Regions from separate parts of the Sus scrofa genome. Here all the other regions are linked to region 1. Evidence: chromatin contacts called from public promoter capture Hi-C and targeted proximity ligation data. All regions are on one chromosome and are shown on one strand. The core of a region is the stretch at or near the end of the contact, and the rest is flanking DNA. Distances in the headings are between cores, read along the strand shown.

Evidence for each region. Promoter capture Hi-C pulls out the DNA fragments that hold promoters and counts their contacts.
Region 2: a promoter capture Hi-C map of liver shows a contact between it and region 1, with 7 times the contacts expected there. A contact is called at or near these places in 2 of 5 promoter capture datasets (fetal liver and liver), 4 of 47 Hi-C or Micro-C datasets (embryonic fibroblasts, omental adipose tissue, retroperitoneal adipose tissue and 1 more) and 1 of 2 datasets of targeted methods (skeletal muscle).
Region 3: a targeted proximity ligation map of alveolar macrophages shows a contact between it and region 1. A contact is called at or near these places in 2 of 47 Hi-C or Micro-C datasets (adipocytes and embryonic fibroblasts) and 1 of 2 datasets of targeted methods (alveolar macrophages).
Region 4: a contact with region 1 is called in a targeted proximity ligation map of alveolar macrophages. A contact is called at or near these places in 10 of 47 Hi-C or Micro-C datasets (alveolar macrophages, brain, embryonic fibroblasts and 6 more) and 2 of 2 datasets of targeted methods (alveolar macrophages and skeletal muscle).

What each region holds. Positions count from the first base shown.
Region 1 is chr4:56,172,619-56,175,744 of Sscrofa11.1, reverse strand. It overlaps ZBTB10 (zinc finger and BTB domain-containing protein 10), which reads left to right and starts at 1,408. Exons shown (of 6, transcript XM_005663005.3): 1 at 1,408-2,462. The coding sequence starts at 1,485. LOC110260268 (a long non-coding RNA gene) reads right to left here and starts at 710. Exons shown (of 2, transcript XR_002343237.1): 1 at 119-710.
Region 2 is chr4:55,326,715-55,329,840 of Sscrofa11.1, reverse strand. No RefSeq gene overlaps it. Among named protein-coding and RNA genes, the nearest start is that of FABP5, 46 kb to the right of the region's middle.
Region 3 is chr4:55,449,224-55,452,349 of Sscrofa11.1, reverse strand. It overlaps PAG1 (phosphoprotein associated with glycosphingolipid-enriched microdomains 1), which reads right to left and starts at 1,526. Exons shown (of 9, transcript XM_021089173.1): 1 at 1,008-1,526.
Region 4 is chr4:55,583,903-55,587,028 of Sscrofa11.1, reverse strand. All of the region lies in intron 3 of PAG1 (phosphoprotein associated with glycosphingolipid-enriched microdomains 1), which reads right to left. Among named protein-coding and RNA genes, the nearest start is that of PAG1, 130 kb to the right of the region's middle.

The DNA of each region.
Region 1 (3,126 bases), core at 159-2,658:
GTCATACACACGTTCTTCTTCGGAGTCGCACACGGCGTCAGTATAAGCAGACTCCTCCCCACTCCTGGGGAAAACCCTGCCTAATATTTATAACGTTATGACATACTGTAATACTCACAAGGTGGTTGTAGAAGTATAAACACGACTGGGGTTATCTGATTGGCTGCCGGTGATGTAACACCCATGTCAATACTTCCCACTGAACGCACGTGTTCGACCTTTTATTTAAATTTCCATTTCATCACAGCAATAAGACACTCGGGGCGGTGCATTTTCTGTGAAATGATTATTGCCCTGGGCCTGAGGTGCTGCCTCGCGCACACAATGCACCAGACAAGGAGGTGTCCGTGGTTGCAATCTCCTCGCGTGAAAGGCACCGCCTGGTCCAGTCTTTGTGAAGGAACAAAATAAGTTCACTTCCTCGGGCACCGCCGCCCACCCCCAGCAAATGACACGGCTGGAGCGCGGCTCCCACCGCACAGTTTATTTCCAAAGTCCCAGGTGAACTCGTGGCGAGAGAAGGAAAATGTGCCTCCTGGGCGCGGGTAGGTGCGTGCGGGCAGCGGGGAGGCGGCCAGACCCTGACACTCGCCAGCTGTTTGTCCTCCGCGGAGCCCGGCCCCGGCCGCACACGCCCGCCCCCTCCCCGAGACCCCCAGCCCGCCGCCCGGCCTTTTGTCCCCCGCCCCTCGGCCGACTTCCTTCCCCGCGGCCGCACCCCCGCCCCCAGGCCGGAGGCGCGGCCCGGCCCCTTTCCCGGTCCCCTGGCGCCCCCACCCCACCCCAGCCCAGCCCCAAGCCCAGCCCCCCTCCCCCAGCCCGGCCCCCACCCTTTCCCCCTCCAGCGGTTACTGCTACCCCGGTGCATTGTGGGCGCACGGTCCGTTGTTCATTTGCCATTCGACCTCCGCCAGGGCCTGGTCGGACGGAAACGCTCCGCCGGCTTTATTGTCGGTTCGTTATGTGGCGGAGCCCGGCAGTTTAACGTGCCTGTCGCCCTCACCGCCTCGGAAGCCGGCGGCGGCGGCGGCGTCGGGACTCCTCGGCGCGCCGGAGGAAGGATATCTGTTTGCAGGGTCGGTGTGTGCGCGCGGCTTTAAAGAGGGGGCAGCGGAGGGTCTCCCCGCACTCCGCCTCTCAACTTCGAAGGCCCCACGCGCCCGGGCTCGCTGCTCACCTCTCCGCCGCCCGCCCCCTTCTCCGCGCGGGACGCTGCCTGGAGCGCAGCGGGGCGGGGGTGGAGGACGAGGAGGCGGCTGGAGGCGGCGGCCCGGCGGCCGGCGGCGGCGACGGACGCGTGAGGCAGCCCCGGGAACGAGCGCGAGCCGGGCGGCCGGGCGGGAGGGCGAGGCCGAGCCCCGCGAGACCGGAACGCCCGGGGTGGGGGCGGGGGCGAAGCGGAGGGGGAGCGGCGGGGAGCGCGCGGGACGCGGCCCGAGGCCGGGCGCGAGCCGGGGCACCGGGCGGCGGCGGCGGCGCGCGCCATGTCGTTCAGTGAAATGAACCGCAGGACGCTGGCGTTCCGAGGAGGCGGGTTGGTCACCGCCAGCGGTGGCGGCGGCGGCGGCTCCGTGAACAATAACGTTGGCGGGGAGGCCTCGGCTTGGCCCCAGCAGCCCCAGCCCAGACAGCCCCAGCCGCCAGCGCCGCAGCAGCTCAATGGGCGGGGGGCCGACGAGGAAGTGGAATTGGAGGGCCTGGAGCCCCAAGACCTGGAGGCCTCCGCTGGGGCGGCCGCCGCCGCCTCCGAGGAGACCAAGGAGTTGCTGCTCCCCCAAGACGCGGGCGGCCCCACTTCGCTGGGCGGCGGCGGCGCGGGGGGCCCCCTGCTAGCGGAAAGGAACCGTCGGACTCTGGCCTTCCGCGGCGGCGGCGGCGGCGGGGGGCTCGGCAACAATGGCAGTAGCCGCGGCCGCCCCGAGACCTCGGCGTGGCCCCTGAGGCATTTCAATGGGCGAGGGCCGGCGGCCGTGGAGCTGGAGCTGGACGCGCTGGAGGGGAAAGAGTTGATGCCGGACGGCGCGTCCCTGAGCGACAGCACCGAGGACGAAGAGGAGGGGGCGAGCCTGGGCGACGGCAGCGGGGCGGAAGGCGGCAGCTGCAGCAGCAGCAGGCGGTCGGGCGGCGATGGCGGGGACGAAGCGGAGGGCAGCGGTGTGGGAGCTGGCGAAGGAGAGACGGTCCAGCACTTCCCGCTCGCGCGGCCCAAGTCTCTAATGCAGAAGCTCCAGTGCTCCTTCCAGACCGCCTGGCTCAAAGATTTTCCCTGGCTGCGCTATTCCAAGGATACTGGCCTTATGTCTTGCGGCTGGTGCCAAAAGACCCCCGAGGACGGGGCGAGCGGGGACCTGCCTCAAATGGGGCACGACGAGCTTTCGCGAGGGACCCGCAACTACAAGAAAACCCTCCTTCTGAGGCACCACGTCTCTACCGAGCACAAACTCCACGAAGCCAACGCCCAGGTACGGTATACACTGCTGCTACTTTTTCAGTTTGGGGTGGTATGGGGGGGGTTATCAACTAAAAAAAACCAAAAACCTCGAAACCGCTTTCCTGAGTGAAGGCGTCTTTCCTGTTGGGAGAGAGGTGTAGGAATCTTACGGGTGGGGGTTTTGAAAGCCTGGGAACAAGTTTTCGAAAGTTATGGGGGAGGGAGGGGGAGGGGATGACAATTTTTTTCTAATCGCAGCGCTGAATTTGTTGTAACTTTTTTTAAGACTCAGATTCCTTTGCCCATCAGATTGAATCAAAAGGAAAGTTTAATAAAGCGAGGTTGATGGTTTTAACCCTGTAAGGTTGACTTTGTGGTCAAAATGTTATTAGCTGTGATTTTAGAAAAGCTGCTTCATGTTCGCAGTCTTTCAGAGTGCTGGTGGAAGTCAAATGTGGTAACTCTTTGAAGGATGAATTAAACAATATCCTTAACCTCTGACGCTACCCCTTTTAGGAGAACATCCAACCGAGAAAATTCTTTATATGTCAGGGTAATATGAAATATGAGAGCAGTCTGTGAATGCAGAGGAAGCTATTCAGCTAAGACTCCTTTTTTGTGAATAATTTTACTAATTTCATCTCCATTAAACTTCTTGTTGAACTTTTTTTAGCAAAGGCATGCTTATGGTAGTT
Region 2 (3,126 bases), core at 396-2,895, 850 kb after region 1:
CATAGAAGAATGCTCAATTTGGGGAGTCATGAGAAATGTTCACAATAGTGGTTGTGGATAGTATGTGTTTGCTAAAACTCAACAAAGTGTAACCTTAAAATCAGTACTTTTTATATTCTGTTAATCATACCTCAATAAAGCTGATTAAATAAAGATATATTAAAAATGCATCTCTATAAATACTCAGGAATCTGATACAAAGATATTCGTGTTTCTTCTTTTTGAAGAAGGAGGAAGAATTTTGTTCTCATTTATGAGAAAAGCCTCCAGGGCCTGTTCTAGCAAAAGTACAATGGGAGACACTTTCTCTTTCACTGGACATGGCTTTGAATGCCTCCTCTCATTTCACGTTTTGGAATTACAAATTCTTCTTTGTGTTCTTCAGTGACGTGTTTTCTGACTAGGATTTTTTCTTTTTTCTTTTAAACAGGACTGGGGCTGTGCAGGGGTTCTGGGAGAGGCTGAATTGCCCCAGGATCATGCTCTTTCTAGGAAACAGGAACTAGGGGGTCAAGGTTTGTGTGGGTTCAGTGTCATCTGAACTTGATGCGCCTTGGCCTCATGTGTCCCTTCCATGTTTAGAAGGTCCCTCTCTTGGGCCTATCATTTCACAGAAGCCCCAGGATATGGTGATTTGGGTGGAGCCTGTATTTTATCTCAAGGTTTGGAGGAATGTCATGTTGATCTATTCCCACTAGAAGCTGGGTACTTCTATGAGTGAACTTCCTGAGAGTCCATGCCATTAATAGATAGGACAATTTTAGCTCTTTGAGCAAAGGTCTCTTGAGTTTTGACTTCAACCTGAAAAACAGATGACAAATGATAGCATTAGGTTCTGCCTGTTAAACTGATTTCCTGGATGATGTTTCTCTTGCATAATCCCTGTTAAATATTTGTACCTGATTCACCTGAGTTAAACAGTTGCAAATTTCCCAGGGTGGAGGAATAGGTACAAGTCAACCCAGGGTACAAATATGGTGCCTAAGTCAGGCCCTGGCGAGTCTTCATTCCCTAAAACGAGGTGTAGCACTCTCATTTTTTACTGTAGCGGACAAAGACATGGTGATTGAAACCAGAAAGAGCCTCATTTAAAAAGGCCAGGCGCCTAGTACCCCCTCCTCTGTGAAGGAAGAAATGAGAAGACATAACCTTTTTATTTATGTATTTTTTAATTGTTTTTTATTTTTTGGCTTTTTAGGGCCACACCCACGGCATACGGAAATTCCCAAGCTAGGGGTCGAATTGGAGCCACATCCACAGCAAGGCGGGATCAAGCCTCATCTGCGGCCTATGCCACAGCTCACGGCAACACCGGATCCTTAACCCACTGAGAGAAGCCAGAGATTGAACCCACAGCCTCATGGTACTAGTTGGATTTGTTACCTCTGAGCCACCATAGGAACTCCTCTTTAGTTTTATGTTGTAGATTACACATTTCTAAATATGTGGGAAATTATCAAAGATTGTGGTTCTTGATTTTGAAAAATGAAATTTTTCCTGTTAAAGTGTAACTATATAGGCATGCATATTAGCCCTATCTTTGCTTAATTTGGAGAGAATCAGCTGTTTCTAATCATTGCTTAAACCCCATAAAGGTTTCCAAGATTGGACCGCACCCAGTCCAAACTCTATCCAAGGTGGGCCAGTTCTGCCATCTAGTGGCCACCTTGTTGAACTACATCAGAGGGCATTCTGCGGTCTAGTCTGTTCTAGTCCTGAGAATTACTTTTAATTTAATGAGTCATGTGATTAGTTTTGGCCTTCATGTCTTTTCATTCCTACCTACTATCTGTGTGACTTGGGAAAATTATTTAATATTTCTGTGACTCAGTCTATCCATCTGCAGAATGGGGATAAGGACCTACTTCCTGTGATTTTCATGAGGCTCATGTGAGATAATATATGGAAAACGCTTAACAGAAGGCCTAGGCACAGGTAAATCCTGAATAAAATTTTATATTTTTATTATATTTCCTAATATAATTATAATTTTGCAAGTCCAGAACTGAAAATAAAAATAGGCTGAAACATAGAGTTCCCACTGTGACTCAGTGGTAATGAACCCAACCAGGATCCATGAGGATATGGGTTCAATCCCTGACCTTGCTCAGTGGGTTAAGGATCCAGCATTGCCTTGAGCTGTGGTGTAGGTCACAGACACAGCTCGGATCCTGCAATCCTGTGGTTCTGGCGCAGGCCGGAGGCTGCAGCTCTGATTCAACCCCTGGCCTGGGAACCTCCATATGCTGGGAGTATGGCCTTAAAAAGACCAAAAAAAAAAAAAAAAAAAAAAAAAAAAAAAGGCCAAAACATGGGAAATCGAGATATGGATATATGAGTATTTCAGAATAAATTAAATATACAATATCCAAAGCTTGGAAGAAGATCAAGTTTATTTAGGCTTCTCGTGTACACTGCCAACAATTGTATCATTGCAATTATGCCCACCTCATTCCAAGTCTTTCCCCACGTCATACTGAATGTTCCCACATGGCAGACAACTCATTACCCTGCATGCGTTTTAAGGCCTTTCTTCCTCTTTCAGGAACATTCTCCCTTTCAATTTTATATTTCACAACCCTTAATTCCTAACTCAAATGCCAGCTTCCTGTACACACTCCTCCAGGGCTGCAAGTAAAGTAGATCTTGCCTTTCATCTCTAGCAGAGCATTTGATGCACATGGATGTGCTGGAGACAGCTGGGAATCTGTGTGTGTGGCCACATCACTACAGGGTGATGTGCTTGCTGTGAGATGTTATATATTATCTTTGTATCTTCTCTCCCCCAACCCAAGGCCTAACACAAAGACTCCACACAAAAAATGCTCCATAGAAGGTTGTAGAACTGAAATAAAATCTTGGAGTTCCCCTCGTGGCACAGTGGTTAATGAATCCGACTAGGAACCATGAGGTTGAGGGTTCGATCTCTGCCCTTGCTCAGTGGGTTAAAGGATCCAACGTTGCCGTGAGCTGTGGTGTAGTTTGTAGACGCGGCTCGGATCCTGTGTTGCTGTGGCTCTGGTGTAGGCCAATGGCTACAGCTCCGATTGGACCCCTAGACTGGAAACCTCCATATGCCACCAGAGTGGCCCAAGAAATAGCAAAAAGACAAAAAAAAAAAAAAAA
Region 3 (3,126 bases), core at 277-2,776, 720 kb after region 1:
TCCCTGCACAATGCCTGCTATTTTAAAACATGATTTATGTGTCTAATTCCTGGAGCTGCCTTGAAAAATATACTGGGTTTTTCCTCGAACGCTCCCTATTAGGAGAAGACACTCCAATCCGAAGAGTGCACTCTGTTTCAGACTACAGGGCGCTATATCATGTCAGCATTTTCATTAAATACATTCAAGCTGGACTTTAAACAAATGGAATGAAGAGCCACAGCTGCAGCCACTGCAGAGAGTCACAGTTATCCTGCCGAGAGGCTTACATAAGAGGTGCAGGACAGTCAGGGTGAGACCCAAGTGTCATCATCTCAATTCCACTGCTTTGAGACTTGCCCACATCCTTACAGTGTATGAAATCACATACACTGCGCCGATTTCTCATTTTATCTGCCTTATGGCGCAAAAGTCTGGGTTGATATATAAGTTGTTTTTCCTTGAAGGATTGGGCTCCAATTACGGAAACGGTGGCAACTTCTGCCTAGGGGGAAGAGTAAAGTGGGATGTGCGCGGGAAGCCGGGAAGCCTGGAAGCCTGGAAGCCTGGAAGCCTGAGAAGGAATGACTTAGCTCCCATCCCCAAAGAGCGAATGCACCCAGGAATATTACTGGAGTCACTCCCCTGGGGACCTGGGATGGAGGTGACAAGAACCGCCCCCCCCCACCCCGCACGCTCTCTCTCTCACACACACACACACACACACACACACACACACATTCAATGGGGTCGGAATGTGCAATCAGCAGCAGGCGAAATGCCCTCGGAGCACCTGTCCTCTCACAGCACATTTCCAACTGGCACGTTCAGCAAAGGCTGGAGCCAGCCCGCGCTGCACCGCTGCCTCTCCCCGCGCGCTCTGTCCACGGCTTCGCACCCTGAACTCCCCAAGCTGGAACCCTGCTAACAAGAGGGGCCACCCCCGGCTTCCCACGGCGTGAAGATAGTAAAAGCGAACCTCCCCTTCCCACGGCGCTCTCCAACTTCAGAAACTACAGTCAACTTACTGGGACGCAGGCGATAGGGAGCCTTCTTCGGGGGGACCCGCGCTCCGGCTGTGCACAGCCTGGCTGGCTCCGCACTGCCCCGGCGGCGGCCAGTGCGGGGAGAGGCGCTGGCGCTCTGCACCAGCTGCCTGGGCTCCGAGATGCCCGGAGCCCAACACTCGCCAAGGCGCACCGCGCGGCGGCGGCGACAGCGACAGAGGCTGCACCCGGCCGCGCAGTCCCGAGCGCTGCAGCTGCCCCAGCCCTGGAGTGCGGCGCTCCGAGCCCCTGGTGCGTGTCTCCTGCTCCCAGGGAATCGCGACTCAACAAGGAAGGCGGTCAAGGAAAAAACCGAAGAGCTGTTGCAGGGGGTAGAGCTGCCAGCCCGTTCCCCAGCGATCCGTCACACAGCCCGCGCGCCGGCGGGCGAGCGAGCGAACAAGCTGGCGGACAGGCACCGCAGTCGGCACTCGCCTCGGCGCCGCGGAGAATGACAAGCGCCGAGGCGGTGCAGCGGTGCGGGGCGCCGGGCGCGAGTGCGCATGAGCCCGGCCCGCTGCGGCACGTCACCGAGGAGGGCGGGGCGGGGAGGGGGCGAGCCGGGCGGGGCTGGGTGGGGGTGCGGGGCGGACCCGGGCGCGGCGTCCTGCTCCCTCTCGGGGAGATACAGGAAGTCTCCCGCCCAGGGTTTTGTGAACCTCAAGCTGTGTGGTTGAACTTGTTTGTCACCAGAGTTCATTGTCCTTTCAAAACCACTGTTTACTCTAAGAGATTTTTAGGGCGCGGAGGGCCAGCCCACAAAAGCCAATTTAACTCAGGTTGTTTAGGGGACAATGTACCTTGGCTGTACATTAAAATAATTTAGGGAGGTCTTAAGAGCCCTTTTGCCCTGGCCGCACCCCAGAATCTGGACTAGTAAGTAAGTACCTGAGACTCTCAGGATGGGGCCCAGGTACCATTAGGTGGTAAAGCTTCCCAGGTTAATACTGGGGTTCAGCAAAGTTTCTCAAACTTTTAATGTATGACAGAATCTTCTGGGGATTTTGTTAAAAAGTCGGGTTCTGATTCAGTAAGTTGGGGTGCAAGGGGAGATTCTTCATTTCTAACAAGCTTTCAGATGATGCCAGCGCTGCAGGTCCAGACCACCTAATCTTTGCTTCTGTAAGTGTGGTCTAGAATCTGGAGCAGAGCTCCTGGTCTGCGCAAAAATCACCTGAGTAGCTTTTTTTTTTTTTTTTTTTTTTTAAATGCAGAGCATATTCCTAGGCCCTACCCACACTGGTTGCAGTTCAACCGCTGGGCAAAGCTGGGGTTCTGGAATTCCATTCCTAAGGAGGACTCAAGGTGATCTGATATAAGTGTTGTCTGAATCAAACTTGAGGATATTAGATTAGCACCTAGGAGCTGGGAATAGACTTTTGCAGGGAAAAGCACCAAGCCTGGTGTACAACTCAGGACATCTGACTCCAAGTCCAACAAGTAATGCATAACAATTTATCTGAGTAGTGCAAATATTACTCATTACTTAGTAGGAAGTATCTATAAATCATTTTAAAGATACAAGACACTATATTCTTTACACCTATCATTAAAGGAAGCTTAAAGCTGGCCTGGGAGGAAGGCTGATCAGGAGGGGAGGGGTAGGGATAGGGAGCAAAGTGAAATAAGGGAGGTTAGATGGATTGTTCCATAGTGCATGGCAGAAGGGAGGGTAGGTAGGAGGAAACAAACTTGGACTCAACCTTAGTCCTGGAAGGGAGCCTTGGAGAAGATCCAGGGTCCAGGCTTGGCCTCCTGCCTCATAGCACAGGATGAAACACAGGTGTTCAAGAGCTTATGAATGTATGATACATCCTATACATTATGTCACTACATCTCACAAAGTTCTTATAAATTGAATAAAAAAAGATTTATGTTCGTTTTGCAGATTTCAAAAAGGATGCTCTAGACCTTACTAGTTGACTTGCTCACACAGTGGAACTTGAACTAGAGTTTAGCTATTATTCATATTCTTTAAAGGCTGTGCCTAAATTTTGAGTGAGAAAACCTTTCATTTTGGGAGGGAAGAAATCCATTTTGCACCTTCACCCCAGTTTTGCAGCTCCACAAATTGGGATACAAAATCTTGTTCTAAGAGCAT
Region 4 (3,126 bases), core at 364-2,863, 590 kb after region 1:
GTCCATGCGGAAAAGATTATCCAAGGCTGCAAGTCCCTGATGCTGTCACTGGTCCTAGAAACCGGTTTATTTTCTGCTAATTTGTTTCTATTTTTGGTTTTTTAGGGCCTCACCTGAGGCATATGGTAGTTCCCAGGCTAGGGGTCAAATAGGAGCTACAGCTGCTGGCCTACACCACAGCCACAGCAACTCGGGATCCAAGCCACGCCTGTGATTTAGACCACAGCTCACGGCAACGCGGGGTCCTTAATCCACTTAGCGAGGCCAGGGATTGAACCAGCATCCTCATGGATACTAGTCGGATTTGTTTCTGCTGCGCCACAACAAGAACTCCCATTTTCTGCTAATTCTTTTAGCAAGTAAAATATCTTCTGAGCATCCAGATTCAACTCATACTAGCAGAAATATATGAACAATTTGGGATGATTGCTCATGAGTTTTCTTGGGGATATTTAAGCCTATTTCTCTCAATCCTGTTTCTATCTGTCTCAATTAAATTGCATTCAATTACAGAATAGGAGTTCCCGTCGTGGCGCAGTGGTTAACAATCCGAGTAGGAACCATGAGGTTTCGGGTTCGGTCCCTGGCCTTGCTCAGTGGGTAAAGGATCCGGCGTTGCTATGAGCTGTGGTGTGGGGTGCAGATGAGGCTTGGATCCCGAGTTGCTGTGGTTCTGGCGTAGGCTAGTGGCTATGGCTCCGATTGGACCCCTAGCCTGGGAATCTCCATATGCCGCTGGAGAGGCCCAAGAAATGGCAAAAAAAAAGACAAAAAATTACAGAACAGCATGTCTTCAAAGATAAAAAAAACTATCTCACTGTCAGACCACATGTGTAAATATTCTGAGTTACTGAACAGAGGGCAAAGGAGGACCATTCACTGTACCTCAGCTAACATTTATTAGGGCACCTGAATGCCCCAGATGTATTGCAAAGGATATAAGATTAACGAAATAGCAGACTTAATTTAATAGTTGTACGTCAAATATCTTTGTTTCAGAATAGGATTCACCATTGGCTGCATGATGTACAGTCATGACCAGAGGCTATAATTTAATGATGATATTACTCTACAAGAGGCAGTGGCATTTCCCACTCCCCTGACCCTCTCAATTTTATATCATTTCAGGCCACTGTAGGAGCTTGTCATTTGACATTGAGAAAGGCTGGTGCCTGAATTTACAGGACTTCTGTTGGGATTCTTTTTTTGTTTGTTTGTTTTGTTTTTTAGGGCTGCATGTGTGGCAAATGGAAGTTCCCAGGCTAGGAGTCGAATTGGAGCTGCACCTGCCAGACTACGTCACAGCCAGAGCAAGGATGGATTCTTAACTCACTAAGCCAGGCCAGGGATTGAACCCGCATCCTCATGGATACTAGCTATGTTTGTTACCACTAAGCCACAATGGGAACTCCTGGGGATTTTTTTAGAAGCTGGGATGAATAACTATTTTGGACTGAAAGCTCTATGATTGCTCATAATTTTATGTCCATTCATTTCATGGTTTTAATCAACAGATGATCTTGAGAAAAACCAAGGGCCTTCTACTTCAAAAGCAGGTGCCACTTTTAACCACAAGAGGGCAGTAAAACTCTAGTCTCAGCCCTAATGGGCAGCCTCCTGGACAGACCTGTTACAGCTGTTTGTGCCTATGCTGAGCATTTTCATTGTCTTCATAAGCCTGGACTTCCAGGCACCCCCAATCAATTCCAACAAGAAGGGAAACAAAAACCAGATGAAATTAATGAAAGTTGTAGCCCAAATCCCAACTATGCATTTCTTTAGCCAAACACATTTATTGGGTAAGTGCTCGGATTACTGCAAATTGTGTAAACAGTAATTTGGTAGTGTTGGGATGGGATGGCAGGTGAAATTCGCTACAGAAGTGGACCATCAGGAGTTCCCGTCGTGGCGCAGTGGTTAACGAATCCGACTAGGAACCATGAGGTTTCGGGTTCGATCTCTGGCCTCGCTCAGTGGGTTAAGGATCCAGCATTGCTGTGAGCTGTGGTGTAGGTTGCAGATGCGGCTCAGATCCCGCGTTGCTGTGTTGCTGTGGCTGTGGCTGTGGCCGGCGGCTACAGCTCTGATTTGACCCCTATCCTGGGAACCTCCATGTGCCGTGGGAGTGGCCCAAGAAATGGCAAAAAGACCAAAAAAAAAGAAGTGGACACTCAGTTTCTCTGAAGCTGCTGAGCTCAGTAATGATAGTCATTTCCATTTTACAGCTGTCCTAGTTGACACATAATTAAGCACGATGGAAACTACCTCCTACCTGGCTCCTCACGATGGCCAAAATAAGGAGGTCCTTGAGCCCCATGAGAACGCCTCCTTCCTGGTCATCACAGGCGTGGGAACCATGCAGTAAAAGGACACTTTACGAGCAACACATTAACCAAACGCATTTAACGAGGGCTGAGGAGCCAACATCTGCTGGGCTTCTGACCTGCAAAGCACGTGGCTTACACAGGCTACATGAACCTCTCCACAGCATTCTCCGGTCTCCCTAAAGAGTCTGAAACGGAAGTATTTAAAGCCCAAGGTTCTCTGCCAAACCAGTCATTACTAAGATTTTCCTATTTCCCTCTTTTCCTGAATCGGGGGAAACACACTCAGAGGGCACAAGGTGGTACAGGACTCCCAGGTGAATTTTCTTCTTTAGAGTTTTTTTTTTTTTTTTTTTTTTTTTTTTTTTGGCTTTTCTAGGGCCACTTCCTGCGGCATATGGAGGTTCCCAGGCTAGGGGTCTAATCACAGCTGTAGCCACTGGCTACAGCCACAGCAACGCCAGATCTCAGGCACATCTGCAACCTATACCACAGCTCACAGCAACACCGGATCCTTAACCCACTGAGCGAGGCCAGGGATTGAACCCGCAATCTCATGGTTCCTAGGTGGATTCGTTAACCACTGCACCACGACGGGAACTCCTAGAGTTTACACAAACATTTTATAACATCACCTGGGAGCAAGATCTTGACAGTTCTTCCTGCGACACCTTGAAGCTTGAGAGATAGGAACCTGGAAAGGCTTGACATCATCATACTGACCCTGCCATCAATGCTGGCTGCTGCTGCACAAAAATCCAGGCATTCATCCTAAGAGCAGCTTATAAATCCTTCAAGCCAT